Linked DNA regions of Mus musculus: regions 1, 2, 4 and 5 are each linked to region 3. The links are chromatin contacts, called in public Hi-C, promoter capture Hi-C and targeted proximity ligation maps. All regions are on one chromosome and are shown on one strand. The core of a region is the stretch at or near the end of the contact, and the rest is flanking DNA. Distances in the headings are between cores, read along the strand shown. Region 1 holds the start of Kmt5b (lysine methyltransferase 5B). Region 2 holds the start of Clcf1 (cardiotrophin-like cytokine factor 1). Region 3 holds the start of Rasgrp2 (RAS, guanyl releasing protein 2). Region 4 holds the start of Stx5a (syntaxin 5A). Region 5 holds the start of Grk2 (G protein-coupled receptor kinase 2).

What was found. Promoter capture Hi-C pulls out the DNA fragments that hold promoters and counts their contacts. A called contact is a pair of places that touch in the nucleus more often than the background predicts.
Region 1: a Hi-C map of CD8 T cells shows a contact between it and region 3, with 5 times the contacts expected there. A contact is called at or near these places in 1 of 39 promoter capture datasets (pre-B cells) and 1 of 484 Hi-C or Micro-C datasets (CD8 T cells).
Region 2: a promoter capture Hi-C map of pre-B cells shows a contact between it and region 3, with 2.4 times the contacts expected there. A contact is called at or near these places in 1 of 39 promoter capture datasets (pre-B cells) and 1 of 9 other capture datasets (liver).
Region 4: a targeted proximity ligation map of embryonic stem cells shows a contact between it and region 3, with 3 times the contacts expected there.
Region 5: a Hi-C map of B cells shows a contact between it and region 3, with 5 read pairs. A contact is called at or near these places in 1 of 484 Hi-C or Micro-C datasets (B cells) and 1 of 130 datasets of targeted methods (double positive thymocytes).

What each region holds. Positions count from the first base shown.
Region 1 is chr19:3,765,833-3,769,139 of GRCm38.p6, reverse strand. Kmt5b (lysine methyltransferase 5B) reads right to left here and starts at 1,251. Exons shown (of 11, transcript NM_001379678.1): 1 at 800-1,251.
Region 2 is chr19:4,212,624-4,215,986 of GRCm38.p6, reverse strand. Clcf1 (cardiotrophin-like cytokine factor 1) reads right to left here and starts at 1,749. Exons shown (of 3, transcript NM_019952.5): 1 at 1,487-1,749. The coding sequence starts at 1,502. It overlaps Gm45928 (predicted gene, 45928), which reads right to left and starts at 1,562. Exons shown (of 4, transcript NR_132309.2): 1 at 1,487-1,562. It overlaps LOC102631992 (a long non-coding RNA gene), which reads left to right. Exons shown (of 4, transcript XR_003952884.1): 3 at 235-2,937.
Region 3 is chr19:6,398,986-6,402,445 of GRCm38.p6, reverse strand. Rasgrp2 (RAS, guanyl releasing protein 2) reads right to left here and starts at 1,905. Exons shown (of 17, transcript NM_011242.3): 1 at 1,795-1,905; 2 at 583-725. The coding sequence starts at 655.
Region 4 is chr19:8,739,940-8,743,635 of GRCm38.p6, reverse strand. It overlaps Stx5a (syntaxin 5A), which reads right to left and starts at 1,833. Exons shown (of 10, transcript NM_019829.4): 1 at 1,139-1,833; 2 at 712-782; 3 at 501-556; 4 at 213-283. The coding sequence starts at 1,363. Wdr74 (WD repeat domain 74) reads right to left here. Exons shown (of 11, transcript NM_134139.1): 9 at 3,672-3,696; 10 at 3,484-3,540; 11 at 3,012-3,234. The coding sequence ends at 3,058. 1700092M07Rik (RIKEN cDNA 1700092M07 gene) reads right to left here and starts at 2,918. Exons shown (of 2, transcript NM_001177347.1): 1 at 2,790-2,918; 2 at 2,411-2,661. The coding sequence starts at 2,868. The coding sequence ends at 2,480. Mir6992 (microRNA 6992) reads right to left here and starts at 665; the gene lies at 557-665.
Region 5 is chr19:4,304,270-4,307,747 of GRCm38.p6, reverse strand. Grk2 (G protein-coupled receptor kinase 2) reads left to right here and starts at 1,526. Exons shown (of 21, transcript NM_001290818.1): 1 at 1,526-1,846. The coding sequence starts at 1,734.

The sequences.
Region 1 (3,307 bases), core at 2-2,501, 2.6 Mb after region 3:
TCACGTCTCCTCCTCTCCTTCTTGCACTCTGGCTGAACGAGCGGATGACAGATCGAGTGACGCCAGTGCCACTGCGTGGGGCCCGAGCGACTGCCCCCCACCCCCACCCCACCCCCGCGCGCGACAGTCTGAGCCTGGAGCAACAGGAAACGAGGCTCGGGCCAAAACAAAAACAACCGAAAGTTCGGCGAGCCGGCGCGAGCAGATTGGGCGAGACGCTTGCCGGCCGCCCATTGGAGAAGAGGAAAAACACAGTCCCCCAATCCCGAGCGGCCGAGCAGCTCCCCTCGTGCGGCCGCGACCCGGCCCTCGCCGACCGCTACCGCTCCCTTCCGGCCGCCGCCAACACTGCAGGCCGTGCTCGCTCGCCCGGCCGCCCCGGCCCCGCAGCCCCGCCCCGCGGCCCGGTTCCTGCACGCACGCACGCACGCACGTACGTCCTCCGCGGCTCACCGCCAGCACTGCCGGTCTTCCAGCACCGGGCCCGTCCAAGAGCTCCGCCACCGAGCTCCCGAAGCGCCCGGCTACACTTTTTGGTCCCTCCAGAAAAATTAATCACCAAAAAATATTTCCTCAGAAAAAAAAATTGGAGAGTAAAATCCAATATGGCGGCACGGACGTAGCACCGCCCGCTGCCTCCGCTGACGGAAGGGGGGGGGAAATAAAGGAGTCCGCGTCCGCCGAGGGGCCCCCCCAACCCTGCCGCCACGGCCACCACCGCGGCCCGCGCCAAGCCCCTGTCCCCGAGCCCTGGCTCGCAGCGCCGGGCCACCCCCGCCTCACAGTCCTCGGGCCTCACCTCCACCTCGCGCGCAGTCGCGGGATCTGAGAGGCATCCGCCGACTTCGGGGCTTCGCGTCCTGCGTTCTCGCGCAGCGCCGGGTGCCGCCTCCGGTCCCCGGGCGTCCTCACCTCATAGCCCCCGAGCCTCGCTGCCGCGCCGCAGACGCGTCGCCGCCCCCGGTGAGCCACCCGGACACCGCCCGGGCTCGGTGGAAGGACACGAAAAGGAGTCCACGACTGACGGCGGAGGGACACCACGCCGACACCGAGCGTGCGCGCACCTTTGCTCCGCGCTAGTGGCCGCGATGGCTTCGACGGAATTCTGCGGGAAGAGGCTGAGAGACACCAGAGAGAATGAAGTTCCCTGCCGCGGCACCCGACAGCGGAGGCACAAGAGTAAATCCCCCCCACCACCACCACCAAAGAAACCACGTCGTTGCCGTCGCTGAGCCTCGAGGCGGAGGGATCGCAGCGAGAGTCGTTCGAAGATCCCTCCGCCCGGCTGCCCTTTAAATCTCGGTGGAGGCGGCGTCGCCGCGCGCCCGGTGGGCGCCACCTAGTACCCCGGCCGCTTGCTGCCCCGCGGGGTTGGCCCCCGCCCCCGTCTCGTGCGCACCTGCACCTACCAGGGACAGCTCCCGAGCTGCGATTTCAGGGGGCAACTGCGAGGCGCACGGCGCTCCGGGCCCGCTGTGCCTCCGGGGTGCACTGAGGGGAGGCGGCCGGGAATGGCGAGTTTCTTTGTTGTGGGGATGGGTGTCGTTGGAAGCAGAAACACCCTTCAAGACCATGTGGGCCACCTGAACGGTACCACGCGGGAGGCGGGGAGGGAGCGTGCTTTGGGTCCCCCGTGCTGACACCGGCCGCTCCTTGAGCACCTACTGAGTGACAACCTTTCCACGACGCAGCCACTCCTCGCCCTCTTCGGGCTCAACCGGCGCAAGAAAGGCGGTTTGGTCCTCCGGGAGCTTGGGGCGGAAGATCCGGAGTGGCTTGCACCCACGCCTGGGGTATGGTGAAGCCCCACCCCTTGGATCTTGCAGTTGGATAAGGGGTGCCTCACAACAATAACGAGGGTCACATCCTTGTCCCTAACCAGACGTCGTTCCCAACGATCTGGTGTGTCCCTTTATTTGTCCCTCAGGGTAATCCCCAGAGGTCGAGAGTATTGTGGGTTCCAGTTTACACACAGGGAAATTGAGGCATGGACTAGTTGGGTGACTTTTCAACTACTCAGGGCTGGAGCCAGAGCCTCTTATACACTATTCTATGAAAAACGCAGGCTTTAAAGTGAAGCAGGTGGTTGGGACCTGAAGGAGGTGTTTGAGGTTGTCACGTATTGAAGCAAACACCTGAGTGAGGTGGAGGGTGTTATGGAAAGGTACGAAAATGTCCAGGCAATGGAAAGAAAGAATGCAACTCCAGCGACACATGAGACAGGGAGAACAGCTGAGGCCATTGCAGGAGGGCCCCAGCCTGCCTCGGTTCCCTGCAAACACCACTACCACACTGAACACTCACATACCTTAGCATAGTAGGCATTTTCTAGAGGATGGCTCAGCAGAGTCAAGCAAATACCAACTTAGCTCCCATTGCCCTTGCCTCTTTGATCTTGAGTACTTGACGACGCTTGTTATCCCCTTCCATAGATGGGAAACAGAGGCACAGAAACCTGCTAAGGACACATAGCTGGGAAGGTATATTTCTTCAAAACCAGAATTCCTGTGCTGACCTCAGCTGTGTGACCTGTATCCTCAGTCTACAGACCATCTTGGGAGTGGGCAGTGGGCATAGGAGACCAGTCACAGGAGATACAGGGCTTGACACTTCAGGTCGACTTCCTGCCCTTTCCAGTCACCTGTTGCATCGGATCTATCCTGCTGTATTCCCTTTTTGTAGACACAGCTAACAATTCCTTTGATCTTAGTTTTGTTGTGTTTTTCTAGTTTCTTAATACCGCTACCCCACAAGACTTCTATAGGACTTGGCTCCAAATATGTGCCAGAGACACTAAAGTTGCTTCTGCCACGTTTGATACCAAATGCCAAAGAGCTGAACATACACGGGACACCAGATGGTGTCCCTCCAGTGGGCACCAATGGTCCTAGACTGACTTTCAGAGGTAGAATGCTCAGGTTCCAAGTCCACCCAAACTTCAGCAACCCTGGGCCCCAAATTCTCCTGTCTTCCACCTCAAAACAACAGCACATGACCCTTCAGGCTCACCCAAGCTCCCAGCTCTGTATAGCTCTTAAGTGCTTCCATTTATTCCCTGCTGAATGCCAGGCCAAGTGTAGGCATTCCCTTCCAAGGAAATGGACTGGGATTCTAGCCTGCCATAGAAGAACCCAAGTGAGCATAGCACAGCCTTTCAGCCTGTCCAGTGCTGTCCTTCCAATCCCTCAACAACTGCTGCTCTTCTAGCGGCAGCTCTGAGACCTAGGTAGACCATGATTGATGAAACTGGGCTGGGCTCAGGACCTTTGTTGAGCCATGCTGAAAGCTTGGGGCTTTTATAGGGCTT
Region 2 (3,363 bases), core at 500-2,999, 2.2 Mb after region 3:
CAGAGAGAGAGACAGACAGACAGACAGAGAGAAAGAAGAAAGAGAGGAAGAAGAAGAAGAAGAAGAAGAAGAAGAAGAAGAAGAAGAAGAAGAAGAAGAAGAAGAAGAAGAAGAAGAAGAAGAAAGTGAGAGAGAGGTGTGAATGATGTTCCCCACCTCTAGTCTCTCTCTAAGATTCGGTCTGCCGCTGCCATATACATCCATCCTCCTGTCTGCCCTCCTTTCTTTTGGCAGGTTCTTCCTGCTCCTAGGCTCTGGAGAACACGGAGATTGGGGGTCTCCTAGAGGAAAGCCTTCTGCACCCCAGTGTAATAGAAAGGTAGGTGAGAACATGGGTGTGGGGACTTTGAAGAAGCTACGCGGACTTTGCTTGAGGGGATCAGCTCCAAGAACTGGGGCGGTGGAAGTTGGCAGTTCGCTGGCCCTACCTTCTCGACCGTGACCTCTCGATCTCGGACCCCTCCCGGCGGCGATGGCGCCTTCCCCTTGTGTGGCCCCGGCGCCCCCGGCCCCGCCCCCCCGTTCGCTCCCTTCCCGGCGGCGGCGGGGGCGGAGGCGGGGTCCGGGCGTTGGGCTTCGGGGCTCGGCTGAGCCGCTGCCCGCTCCGGCGCGTCCACTCCCTGCCTGGCCCGCCCTCCTGCCACGGGCCGCCTAGCCAGGCAGCCGCTCGAGGGGCTGCCGGCAGTCTCGGCGCTCCCGGCCGCTGACGGACTTTTTCCTGCTGGGTCCGGCCAGGCTGCGTCTCCCCCACAACACCCTCCTGCAGTAATCACTCCCAGGCCACCGCGGGCTCGGGGCCCCGGCCACCCCGCCGCGCCTACCTGCCTCTGGCTCCCAGGCGGTGGGCAGCATGGAGGGCTCCGGCCACGCCGCGCGCAGCGTAGTAACCGGAGTCCCGTGGCGGCCCGGCCCGGCCCGGCCCGGCCCAGCTAGGTTTGCTCTGCCCTCCGCCCTCCTCTCGCGCGCCCTCCTGCCCTCCCCGCGGGCCGAGGAAGGAGTTCAGCGCGGCCCGAGGTGTCGGCCTCCCCCTCGCTTCCCGCTGCTCGGCCGCGGGCTCCCCCTCTGCCTCTCTCCCTCCCTCTTCCTCTCCTGGCCCCCTCCTCCCTTGCGCCGCGGCCCCCCCCCCACACCCTCGCTGCCCGCCTCGGACTCGCTCGCCCCGATTCTGGCGCGGGGCTCTGTGTCCGCGGGTTCCCTGGGACCCCGCCTCGCCGCGGCTCCAGGTGGCCGCCCGTCCAGGTCTGAGGGTTGTCCAGGCTCCCCGCCGCGTTCTCAGCCACCTCCTGGCTCCGCCAAGCGGACTCCAGGAATGCCGCGTCCCCACCCGGCCCCTCTCGAGGGCGCCCGGCCGTACCTCCCCAGCCCGAGCTCTGCTCCCCGGCCCGGCCCGGGCTTGGGGCTCCGAGGGTGGGGAGGAGGACGGGAACCGGATCTCACTGGTGCTGGGCGGGGGCGGAGGCCTCGGCCTCGGACGCCTGGCTCCTACCTGCTCGGAGGTCCATGGGGCTGGGGGCCGGGCCGGCCGGGCGCGGCTCCTCTCCCAGAGGCTGGCGGAGTGGGAGGGCGAGCCGCGGCTCCGGCGAAGCTTTAATAATCCCATCCGCCAGGCCCACTCGCAGGTTTTTTTCTCTCGGTTTCGCATTTTTTTTTCGGTGTGGGACATTCTGCAAACTTTTTTTTTTCTGACGTGTAAAGCTGTAACCACAAATTGTAGCAGCCCTCCCCGGGTGGGGGGAAGAGGGGGGAGGAGGGAAGGGAGGGCTTCTGGGGCTCCTCTCCCTCCCACAACACTGAGGGGGGGGGTGGTGAGGTGAGGCAAGGCTGCGACGGTACCACCCTAGGCCTCCTGGGGGAGGGGGCAGGGAGGGCATCGTCCCTCGGCAAACTCCTGAGAGCTTGGAAAGGGAGCTGGCCTTGGTGTGGGCTTCTTCCTTGGTGTCGGCCAAGGCATGCTGGCCTTCTTCCCTCTGCTCATTGCCGGGTTGAGGGTCCCTGTACCCACTCTACCTCTGCCTCTTCATTCTAACCTTCCCTCCCCCTCCCACTTGAGTAAATGCAATGACACATTCTCTCAAATGCCAGCAAGCTGGCCTCCAAGCAAGTGATGGTGTTTTTCCTGCTGCCCTTTGTCTGGGCTGACCGCCCCCCTTGCCTATTGTCCCGCCACTTGTCCCACTTCCAAAAGCTAGAGCTAAGTGTGGCGCCAGGGGCTGGGGCAGGTGACTAACCAGCTCACAATGCCCCCTGAGGAGGGGAGAGGGCACCAGGGCCCAGCTTCTCAGTCAAGTTCACAAGGGTTTTCATTCTTCCCGGTGACCAGGGAGAGTGCACATGGGTGGGGGATTTGTAATTCATTAATCAGCACAAGGCACCGGACCAGTTTCAACACCAGAGGCTTCACGGGTGACTCAGCGGGAACTCGAAGATTCAAGGCCATGGATAGACCCAGCATCCCGTTAGTGAAAAGCTTCCCCATCGAGACATTTGGCATCCTCTTCCCTTTGGGGGTTTGGGTTGTTGGTTTTTCCGGTGGTGAGGTAGGGGTGGTTTGGCTAAGAGCATTCTCCCTCCTTCCCCTCAGGCCTGGGTTGGGACTTTCTGAGTGGGAGACCTAGGGGACCCATAAGCCTAGACCCTCCCAGGAGGGTCTCCTTTCCTCCTCCTTCCTCCCTCTCCAGAGGGCTGCCAGGGAGAGCGAGGGAGCATGAGAGCTAGTGCAGAGGAAACAGCTGTCATCTGGGGCTTGGAGGCAGCCCCATTCTGTGATTTTTCTTGGGGGACAGTCATTTGGTCCCCAAGTCTTGGGTGCTTGTAGAAGCATTCCACCAATTAAGTCATCTGATAAGTTGCTGTGTTGTTTCTCTGTAGTCTCACCAGGGGTAGATAGCGGTGGCAGCCAGCCGTGGAAGGTGATGCCTGTCTCTGGAATGGCATGAGGTATTCACCCCCCCCCCCACTTCTGCTGGGACCCCTGGGAAAGGAGGGCACTCTGCCAGTCCAACACAGCCCCTCCAGCCTGTGGGTCAGCGTGGGCATCAGTCATGGCCAGTGCTAGTTTCCCAGGGCGGCACTTCCCTGTTCTGCACTGGAGAACTGGGGTGGGGGGGTGGGGGGGTTGGGAAAAAATTTGTTTTCAATTACCTCACTGGAGTGGGACAGACTTTGTTGTTGGGGTGTTTCTTTCTATTTTTTTCCCCTCTTTCCCTTCCTTTCTTTCTCCCTCACCCCCCCCCCCCTTTTCTGAACAAGAAGAAAAAGCTGAGAATGGAGAGCTGGTCTGGGTGGGGGCAGGGAAGTCTAGAGCATCAGTAGCTGCTCTGATGAAAAGTGCCTTGGAGGGGCCCTGTGAAAAGTGCTTAGACC
Region 3 (3,460 bases), core at 656-3,155:
GCTGACCCTTGGTCCGGAGGCACAGATGCCTAGTCTGCAGTCTGGTGACAGGTCCCTGGGTCTGCACTCCGGACCTCACCCACCTACTGCATTTCCCAACACTCCAAAGCCAGGAGTGAAAATTGAGAAATAAGTCTGGGTGGATGAGGGGTACCACAGGATCCAAAGGCTGGAGGAGGAGAGCTTGGACCAAGCCCGTCGTCAGGAGGGGAACCAGCTGGAGCGGAAGGAGCCTGGGTTCCCCGGGGTCAAGAATCCAGAGGTCATTTCCTGAGTGTTGGGGGAAGGGGCACCCCTTTCACCCGATAAACCAACCCCCATCTGCCGGAAACAGTTCCCAGGCTAGAGATAGAGAGTTCCTCCGGATCCCCCAGGGAGACAGATAATGCCCCTCCCAGGTCAGTGTTGGGACCCTGGGGCCCCTTCCTTGACGTCTGTACAAGGGGTACATTGGGGTACTTCTCCGCAAAATCAAGGAGCTTTTCTTAAGAAGACTTCAAAATAGGAGCCTGGGTAGGTTCTGGCCTAGAGTCTGGTTCAGGGTCCAGCTGGGTGTGACCCCTCGTGCTGCATGCAACTCACCAAACGCTTCGATGCAACCACGGAGCAGCTCCTCCACGGTGCAGCCCTTGTCCAGGTCCAGAGTGCTCGTCATGGCTGCCGGTGCCAGTAGGCTAGACCCAAGCTACACTCTCAGAGCCTCCCACGGTGCTCAATTCGGACCCCTGTCCTGGGAGAAGTGGGAGTCAGCAGAGGCGCGGGAGGTGGGGGGAGCGGCTCGGCGCGTAGGAACGGGGCGGAGTGGGCACGCCCCCTGCTGGGCATGGGCGGAGTTGCCTGCCGTTGCCCCTCTAGGGTTAAACGGTCCTGCCCCGGGATGGTGCAACTCGCTAGTTGGGAAATGGACTAGCTGAGAGGCTTCCGGCCCACCCGCGGAGTCGCGGGAGGTTAGAAGGGTTCTACGAGAATAAGGGACGAGCCAGGACCCCAGGGGTTAGTTAGTGCCCCAAGCCTCCTGGCGGGCCCTCCTCTCCTTGCATTTGCTCCCCACAGGCACCTGCAACACCCCACAGCTTGACTCTGCACTCCTCCCGCTTCCCCTCCCTTCACAGCCTCCCTTCCCCCGCAGGGTTATTTTGGGAACCCAGTGCCTGAGGGGACCTCGGAGGAATTTCTCCCTGGGATGGAAGGAGGGAGGAGGGAACCCAGGAGTCCTGCCTACATCTCCCCCTCCTGGGCTCCCCGAGTGGGAGGCGGGGCCGTAGCATCCCCCAGGGGCCTGCCCTTGGGGAGGAGGGCTAGAGAGAAGAACATTCCTGGGGCGGGGGGTGGGAGGGGTAGCCCACTGCGGTTGGGAGATGTCAGTGGGAAGCCAAAGCCTGGGAACCGCGGACTCCCAACCCACAAGTACTAAGGTCCCAGGAGTCCGGTCCTAGCCCTTCCAGAATTGCCATATATCTTCCCAACCTGGGCTCCCGCCTTCCCACCCACCCTGCTGCATAGTTAAATTGTGCGTGAGAGCACCGAGTAGGGAGCCCAGAAGGGGCCGCTAGCGCCATGGCCTGCATGACACCATTAATAATCCTGGTCATCAGTGGGGACTATAAAAGCACCCATGCAGGAACAAACACCTATTCTCTAGACTAGGTATTTGCCGAAGGCCAATGACCTACATTAAGTGCAAGAAGACCCTTTTCACACACACCAGGGTCATAGACACCTCCCGTCCTAATCACACACAATGGCACCCACATCCCATGCACACCTGCAATGAAAATCCTCAGCCACACATACCCAAGTCCTTTACTTCAGAATGCAAACCTGAATGCAGTTCACCTCCCAGACCTTCTGTTCACTTGAACCAGCTCAGCCTCTGATCTCTCGATCACAGTAGCTCTGACATCTGAACACGTGTGCACACACGCAAAGACAGTGCATCTCCACGCATGTACACTCCCACACGCATCCACATACCCCCTGGTTGCGCACACACCCATTCTGCCGCCCCTCCCCCCTCAACCAGGCTCCAGGGCTCGCAGCCCCAAAGCCTGGGGTTCTTTACATTCCTGGATCTCGCCAAAACCTTGTCCCAAGGAAAGGGACCTCGCCCTTACACAGACTCCCCTACATTAGGGAATCCTCCCGAGGACTTCTCAGAGTCGTTCCCTCCTGACTGTTACTTCCTTGCTGGGTGACCTTGAGAATCATTTAGTCTCTCTGAACCTCAATTTTCCCATCTGTCAAATGGGGACTTGCAGGGAAGAGCCTGGTAGATACGTTTCAGGCGAGCACCGGAATGCCTCGAACGCCCCCCTCCTGCGGGTGGCTCTAAGTGCCTCATCCCCTCCGCAAGCTCTGTCCCACCCAGGACCGCAGATTCCCCACCCACCCGCAGTCCCCGCCAGCCTGCCCCTAGGAGATCCCTAGGGGCCGCACCCTCTGTGTCCCACGCCCCACCCGCGCGCGTGCTCGCTCACTCACTCTTGGGACCCGCAGCGCGGACCCCGAACCCTGCCCGGCCAGCGCCACCTCCGTGCGCTCCCGCCCGCCGGCCTCGCTGCGGCTGCGGCTCCCACCCGGTCTCCGCGCCGCGGCCCAGCGCCCTGCCGCCCCGCCCCCTCCCCGCCCCTGCACCCCGCGCCGCGCCTCCTCCACCGGGGACTCCCCCTCTCGCCCCGCGCGCGCCGGGCCCTGAAGCAGATTAACCCCTCCCCTGCCGCCCCAGAGAGTTTAACCGCGGGCGGGGGGCTGCGCCACTGTTGGTGTGGGGACCGCGTGCAGCAGCCCTCCCCCACCGCGACACCCCCGGGCTCTGCGCCCCGCCTGGGTGTCGCACGGAGGAAGCCGGGAGGGGCAGGAAGCGGACTGCGGTGGGGAAGGGGCGCCCCGCCCAGCCCCCCGGTCCGGGTTCCTGTTTTCGAGACAAACCGTTCCCACGGGGTTCACCCTGCCCGGGCCCGGGCGTCTTCCTGCGGGCGGCGGAGGCCCGGGCGTGGTGGAGGTCGCGGGCGTGGGGCTGCGGATCCTTGCGATGGCCTGGGGGAGGGGCTGGGACAGAATGCGAGCTGGTTTTGGTCCAGTGGAGCCTCAAAAAGCCAGGAATGAATGAACGAACACGCGGCTCCCTGGGAACCCAGGTTCGTTGTCTAGAGATGGGGCGAGGGACACCCCACTGGGCAAGAGAGAAAGAGGCGTCTATAAATTGGGTAGGTGCTTTGCAGTTTCGGAACTGGAAGCCTTGGATGCATGGGCCGAGACGAGGAACTTGGGAGGGGCAGCCACAAGCAGTTATGTCCCTCACACCTAGCCTAGGGATAGGTAACAGTTTCCGGCCGTTTAGACTCACTATGAAACCCAGGGCCGCAAAACCCCTTCCGAGGATTGCCCCTCCTTGCCTTGGGCGAGGGAAGCAGTCCTCTGCACTTCAATCTTGGTTTATGTGAGGCTCAGAAGAGGCCCC
Region 4 (3,696 bases), core at 584-3,083, 2.3 Mb before region 3:
CTTGAAGACAATGCTCTTGCTTCCCAGTTGTTTCATCAGCATCTAGAACAGTGCTTTATAAATACTAGATGACCTAAGTGTCTACTGACTCAATGGAGGAGCAGGGTGTTTGGACATGGGTCTAGATACTTACCCTGGGGATTCATGGCGATGGAAAATGATGGAAGTAATCTAATTAGAATGCTGGGCTCTCCTGATGGCTAGCAGCTCACCTGTTTGATGATGTATGTTAGCTCCTCAATTTCTACTGCTTTATCATCAAAGAGGGACTTGCGCTTTGCCACTGCAGAGACAGATGAAACATTAGGACAGGTGAGGGTAAATAGCAAGGCTCAAAGAGCTAGGATGACAGTTCAGTAGTAGAGACACTTGCCTTAAGGTATACATCCCTGGTTTAAATCCCCAGCACCATAGAAAAAATAAGACAAAACCTCCATGAGCCTCACCTCCTAGTACTATGTTTCACTGTCCCACCTAGGAAAGGCCTCCCAAACACTCACAGATTGTTAGCTTCTCCAGCTTGGCAAATGTATTGCTGAGATCTTTCCCAATGCGCCTGCAAATGATCATCAGTGAGAAGGTTGTGGTAAAGGGCAGGAAAGAGGCTGTTACCATAACCTCCAACACAACCAATTCCACTCAGCCAAACCATCACAGGCAGATATACTTAAGACACTGTATCACCCCACCACAACGCCCCTCTCAACTCACCTGGCCATGAGGGTAAATTCACTGCACTGTCGGGCTGCGTGCAGAGCCGGTTTGCTTGTTTGGATTCCATTCTGAATTGTATCAAAAAGTTGCTACTTTAGTTCCTGTCACTACTTACCTCAGCTTTTCACTGCTCCCTCACATAACCCACTAAACACTCTAGCGCTGTTGACATCAGACAATCTACATTTATCAGTGGTTTGTAGATAAGAAAAAAATTAGATGTAGGTTTAAATCCTGACTCATCCTTTGTGGTATTTAGGGCAACTTACTTAAAGTATTCTTGAAATTACTGAAGACAATTCCTCCTCTCCTACTGATAAGATTAGTCTATCTAAGAGTTGTAAATTAAGTTTAGACAACTACCAAACAAACCTAAGCATTAACTAAATGGGCTCACGCCTGCCTTTCCACTCCAGCTTCTTACCTGACGGCTCTGCAGGGACTTGCAGGCAGACTGGAACTCCTGGGTCCGATCCCGGCAGGACATGGTGTCGGGAGGGGAGGGGACCAGGGCCACCGGAGTGGGCAAAGGAGTGCTGTCACTGCTGCTACTGATAGCAGTTGCAGGGGACAGAACCTGTGTCTTTGAGAGACCCAGGTAGACACCCTGATCCGTGTTCTTAGATCCGTAGCGTTTCCGCGGGATCATCGAGTCGCATAACCTCAGACTGTTGTGGAGAGGAGAATGTCATTCTCCAGACAGCCTCTTTCCCCAAACGCTCCCCTCAACTAGCAAATCCCCAGGCCCTTTCCCGTATTTGACAGACTTTGGAGCCCACGGCCACCCGCAGATCCTGCACCCTGGACACGGCGAGAACGGTCAGCTTCCTCCAGGCCCAAGGCGAAGCCTCCTCAGAGTCTCCTTCCGACTTGGCTCTGACTGCCAGAGCTCCGGCCGGGGCCCCTAAAGTCGAGAAAACAGCCACAGCCTGGTCCTGCGGCCCTGAACTTCCAGGCAGACCTTTGCAGTTAGCCCAGGTCTCAATCCTGCCTTTGGTATACGTGATTTCCTTCCCCCTCTCACAGAAAACAGCAACCGATCTCCAGAGGTGGACACACTTCGGAGGGCGGAGGGGGAGGCGAAAAAACCCTCTTAAAAGTGTTTATTTGAAACAGGAAGTCCCACCTCCGTCAAAGTTCCGCCTGTTGGAAGACTGCAGCCACTGATTGGATGGGGCCAAGTTTTTCCTTAACAAGACCTTTCCTGATTGGACAGCGAGGTATTCGCTTACGCGGAGCCGCCAGCAGGACTTACTCCTGGCTCCCTTCCCCCCTCCCCCGTCAAGCCGCTGCCCGGAGCTGAGCCGAACGACAGAGGCTGGACTCCTACTGAAGCGAAACCCTACCTCTTCTGTTTCCTACCGCCACCACCACCGCCACTCTTCCCAGATCGTTGCCGCCTCCTCGAAGGACTTGTAAGCAGTGGAAGCCGGACCAAAGAACAGGAGCCGCCACGTCACCTAGACGTACTCCTAACTCGGTGACGTGGCTGCTGCGCCACGCCTTTTTTTTAGCCCAGAGACAGAAAGAACACACCCCTACCATGCAAACTCGACTCCGCTCTCCTATTGGTTAGACTGCCACCGCGGCCCCGCCCCTGAAGTGCGAGAACAAATCTGGACCTGCTGGGTTAGAGGCGCCTTAAAGAGCCTGTGTGTGGTCTCAGAGCCTTTAAAGCTGGAAGCCTAGGCCTAAGTGTTTTCAGCAGATTCGCAATATTAACTTTATTCTCTGGTGTTGGGGAGGACTAAGACCAGGGTTGTAGTCAGCCTTTTTCTGGTTCCTTGTGGCTTCCCTCATGTTTGCGTTCCTGCATCTGATTGTCCTGCTTGCCTGACCGCGAGGACTCCCGACGGCTGAACATGGATAGCCTGCGCCACAGCACGGTGATCAGGAGACTTTCGTTAGATCTTTGTTTACGGCGGCCTGAGTTGTCCACTTCGTTGCCTACAAGCACCACAGGGTCCACTTAATTCACTTCTGTTCTCTCCAGCCCCACCTCTGGGGCAGTCCCTTTGGGGCACCTCCGGCTCCCATTCCAGGACCTGAGACCCGTTTTTTGTATCTAGTCCTACCTTCCCTGCCATCCTCTGTTACTTCATCCCTTGCTTGCTCATCCGAGGCCCAACGGTTCTTGTCCTGACAGCAGCCCATGGCCCCGAAAGGCGCAGGACTCTGTCACCCTCCCCAGCCAGCCTAGCTCTGGGCCTAGCTTTTGTGATGTCAGGTCTCCCGCAGCTAGGTGAGGGAACCCCTCCCACCTACAAGGCGTTTCTCCCATCACAAAAGGTCCAGGATCAGTACGCGCGTTGGGCTATTTATTAACAACATGAGCAAGGGGCTTCAAGGACTGGTGGATCCAGGCCGCTTCTTTTTCTTCCTTCTTTGGAGAGCACCTTGTGTCTGGTCCAAATCTGGGAGCTTCCGCTTGGCAGCTGCCTCCAAAGAGGCCCAAAGTTCATCTGTCTCTGTGTCTTCTGAGGGTACTTGGTTGGGCTCTTGAGGTTCTTGGGGCTCATCCTGATGATCAAGAAGGACATTCAGGAGTCAGGGAAAGAGGATGAAAATCTAGAAACCAATGCCCTCGTGTTCTGGAGGACTTCACCCTTGGCAATAGCCTGTAAAGGCTTGAGGACTCCTCAAGGAAATTAAGTTACAGTAAAGAGAAAGCCCCGGCCTGTGTTCTAGCAGCCTCCTGTTCTCTCCACAGAGAATCCCTTGCCATCATGCCTTTGGCTCCAAAATTCTCACACCTAACTAGTTGCTCACCTCCCAGTTATCCCGGCCTGACAGGAGAAGGCAGTTCAGTTGAGACTTGAGATAAACCTGTAAAATAAAAGGGGTTTTTGAGTCCAGATAAGCTGAGACGGAAACTTTTTGATGTGGGGCACAGGAAAGGGGAGAGGTTCCAGAAAAGGTAAGTTAGAATGGCGAGTGCCAAAGGTTTGGGCGCTCACCTTATGCTCTAGCCCACGTGGATTG
Region 5 (3,478 bases), core at 277-2,776, 2.1 Mb after region 3:
AGATTTCTGAGTTCAAAGTCATCCTGGTCTACAGAGTGAGTTCCAGGGCAGCAAGGGTTACACAGAGAAACCTTGTCTGGAAAAACCAAAACCAGAAACAAAAACAGGACTTTTCACTCTTGGTAGCTCTGGGGCACTAGACAGCTGTTGTTTGGCCTTGAATGTACAGTAATCCCATCAGATCTAGATTTGGGGACAGCCATTCTGGTCAGAGCCTGTATCAGAGGGCAGTTTTAGGAACCCTGAGAAATGGACAGGTCAGAGGACTCTCAGGAGGCTGTAGTGGTGACCTAGGAAAGGAGAAGTAGAGGCAGGATCTGTCTAGAGATGTCGTCCGCTGACAACCTTTCTCCCCTAATAGGATTTGTTTTCTTCTGAAGGAGTCAAGAAGTCAGGGGAGTCGGGATACTTGCTTTGCTGGACACGAACTGGCAGGAGAATCAGGTTCTAAGTGTCCATGCCTGGGGTGGGAGTGTCCTGGCAGCCTGGAAAGCAAAGAGGTGCTCTAGAGAGGTGTGCAGTTTAAATTGCTTTCACTCATTTGCTTAAGACGGGGTCTCACTCTATAGCCCTGGTTGGCTTTGACTTTACAGAAAGACACCTGCTTTTGCCTCTCGTGTGCTAGCCAGGTAAAGTAGACAGGAGTTGGCCAAGGAAGAAGGCACAGAAGGGCTCAGTGGGTAAAATGTTTGCCACCAAGCCTGAGGACCTTGAGTTCCATCCCTAGAGACCCATGTGGTAAAAAGAGAGAACTGATGGTCAAATTGTCTGTCCTCTAACCTCCACATGTGCATACACAATCAATCAACTGATCAGTCAATCGATCGATCAATTAATGAGTTCGGCGTTCATCAGAGTGTGGTTTAATGGACTATGCCTTTAATCCATTTCAGCACTTGGGAGGCAGAGGAAAGCAGATCGCTGTGAATTAGTGGTCTGCCTGGTCTACATAGTGAGTTACAGACTAGCCAAGGCTACACGGGGATACCCTCTCTAAAACAAGAACAACAACAAACGTTCATGTCAGGAGTGCGGCCCAAGCTCTGAGTCTGGGGTCCTGTTGGGAGTTTGAAGTCAGGATTGTCATCTGGTCAGGTCAGGAGTCAGGGGTGGTAATGATGGTGTGACTCTGAGAGAATGTTCAGAAATTTGAGTATAGGAGTCTTGGTCGGTGTCAGGATTCTTGTTAGGACCCACGGTCTTGGCCCTAGTGGAGCGTGCAGTCTAGCATGCTGAGATGGGATCCGCGTTTGTGGTCATGGCTTGGGGTCTGAGGTCATCCTAGAGTCCTTGGTGGAAGACTCAGGTAACAAACCAGGACTGAGACCCGTGTCTCGGACCCGAGCGGTGCAGCCTCTAGGGGGCGCTGTCGCCTGCCCGCCCGCCCGCCGCCCGCCCGGCTCGGCCCCTCGGCGGCTCGCTGGCGCTGTGCGCGGCAGGCGGGGCCGGAGGCGGCGGCGGCAGCTCCGGGGCGCGGGCGAGCGGGTGGTGGTGGTGGTGGCGGCGGCGGCGGCGCCCCGACTGCAGTCCCGGCGGGAGCGGAGCGCGAGCCGGGCCGGGCCCGAGCCGGCGCCATGGGGCGGCGCCGCCTGTGAGCCGGCGACGAGCGAGGACCGGGCGGGGCGGCGGCGGCGCCGAGGCCCACAAGCCGCGCGGGCCGGGCCGGGCCGAGCGAGCGGGAGCGGAGCGGAGCCTCGGGCGGCGGGAGGAACAGCGCCGCCGCCGCCGCCAAGATGGCCGACCTGGAGGCGGTGCTGGCCGATGTGAGCTACCTGATGGCCATGGAGAAGAGCAAGGCCACGCCGGCCGCGCGCGCCAGCAAGAAGATCCTGCTGCCAGAGCCCAGGTGAGCCCGCCTGTGCCGGGCCCCACGCGCCGCCCCGGGATCCCGTGCCCTAGGGACCCCCTCCGCCCCAGGTTCCGGGGACCTTCTGCCCCAGGACCCGGGAACCCCTTCTACTCCGGGGACCTTCTGCCCCGGAGACCCCATTATTCTGGCCGCCCCAGGACCCGGAGACTTCCTCTGTCCCTGCCGCCGCAAGGCTTGGTGTCCGCAAGCCCTGGGCGCCCCAAGTCCAAGCTCCTAGCCCTGGGCCGCCCTGCCGCTTCCTGTATCTCACTGCCCGGCCTGGTCGCTGTCAGCCCCTGACTCTGCTGCAGCCTTCTTTCCACCCTGATGCTTGGCTCTGCCCTCTACCCTCTCGTGTTCCCTTGTGGTTCCCTTCCTCAAGTCTGCCTCTGTTTACCCGATTGTATCACACAGTCTGTTGCTCCCGTTGGTATTCCACTACCCTATCCACTCCCCGTGGAGTGGGTAACACTCTTGTGAGGTTTGTGGAGTGAAGAGGACCAATTTGAAGACTTTTATTTATTTATTTATTTATTTATTTATTTTGCCTTCCCCTATGGTGGGGTCACTATGGGATTGGGTTTGAGAGTGCTTTCTGGGGACAGTGCAGTGTACCATTCCTGAGGGCTGCGCTCCGGTGGGTGAGGGAAGTCCCTACTTTACCCTTTTCCCCACTTGTGGTTCCTTATGGGTACTTTTGACCAGGGGACCTCCCATCCTACAGCAGATGGACCATGCTGCCACCTCTCTACAAGACAACTGATGTCATCGCACCTGGTATCAAAGTTTAAACTGTCCAGGATGTGGGTGCAGAACAGGGCAGGATGTGAGAGGTGTAGCTGGGGCTTGTCCAGTATATTATGGTAAATAGACTTATCTTCCTATTTGAGCTGCACAGGAGACCAGAGAGCGAGTGAGACAGGTGTAGTTTTGTTCCCATAGAACAAGGTGTGTGTGTGTGAGAGGGGAAACAACTCAGACTGGAATGGCTTGTGCAGTGTCACCTGGCCTCCACATCAGGGCTCTCAGCTTCGAGTTTTATGTTTTGTCCTGACCTGAAGGGTGGCCTGGACGTCTGTCCTGCATCTGGAAGAGGAGATGTGTCCACCCACCAGGATGCCTCCTGGTGGGTGGTGAGGCCAGTCCCAGTAGCCTCCCATGCCAACTCCTTTAACAGCCAAGAGTTGGCCTTGATTTTACTGTCATTCTCTGTGGTAGAACATGCTCTACCCCCAGTGGGCAGTGTGAAATAGGCCTCTGGTGTCCTCTGTCCTTAGAGCCAGGTGGGCAGGTTGCGGGCTTGCTGCTGTGCCTGTCACCGTGCCCCCTCCTCCAGTGGCTGCACACTGGGTTTCAGTTTGACTGAGAACCAAGCCCTGTAGAGGAAAAATTGGTCTGTGTTTTGAAGAGGCCGTTGGGCCCCCCTTTTTTCTAAGACATTTGCAATCAGATTTCTCAAAACAGGAACTAGACTGAGTGTCAGCTGGGGCTGTCTAGGGGCAGCAGCAGTTAGGATGAAAATGAGTTCAGAAATGACAAAACTTAAAGGGAAGAGTGGGGGAGGGGCAGTCCGCATCTTGGGCTTGTAGTGCTCTCCTGGGCGGCCACAGCCATGGGGTTCTTCTGCAG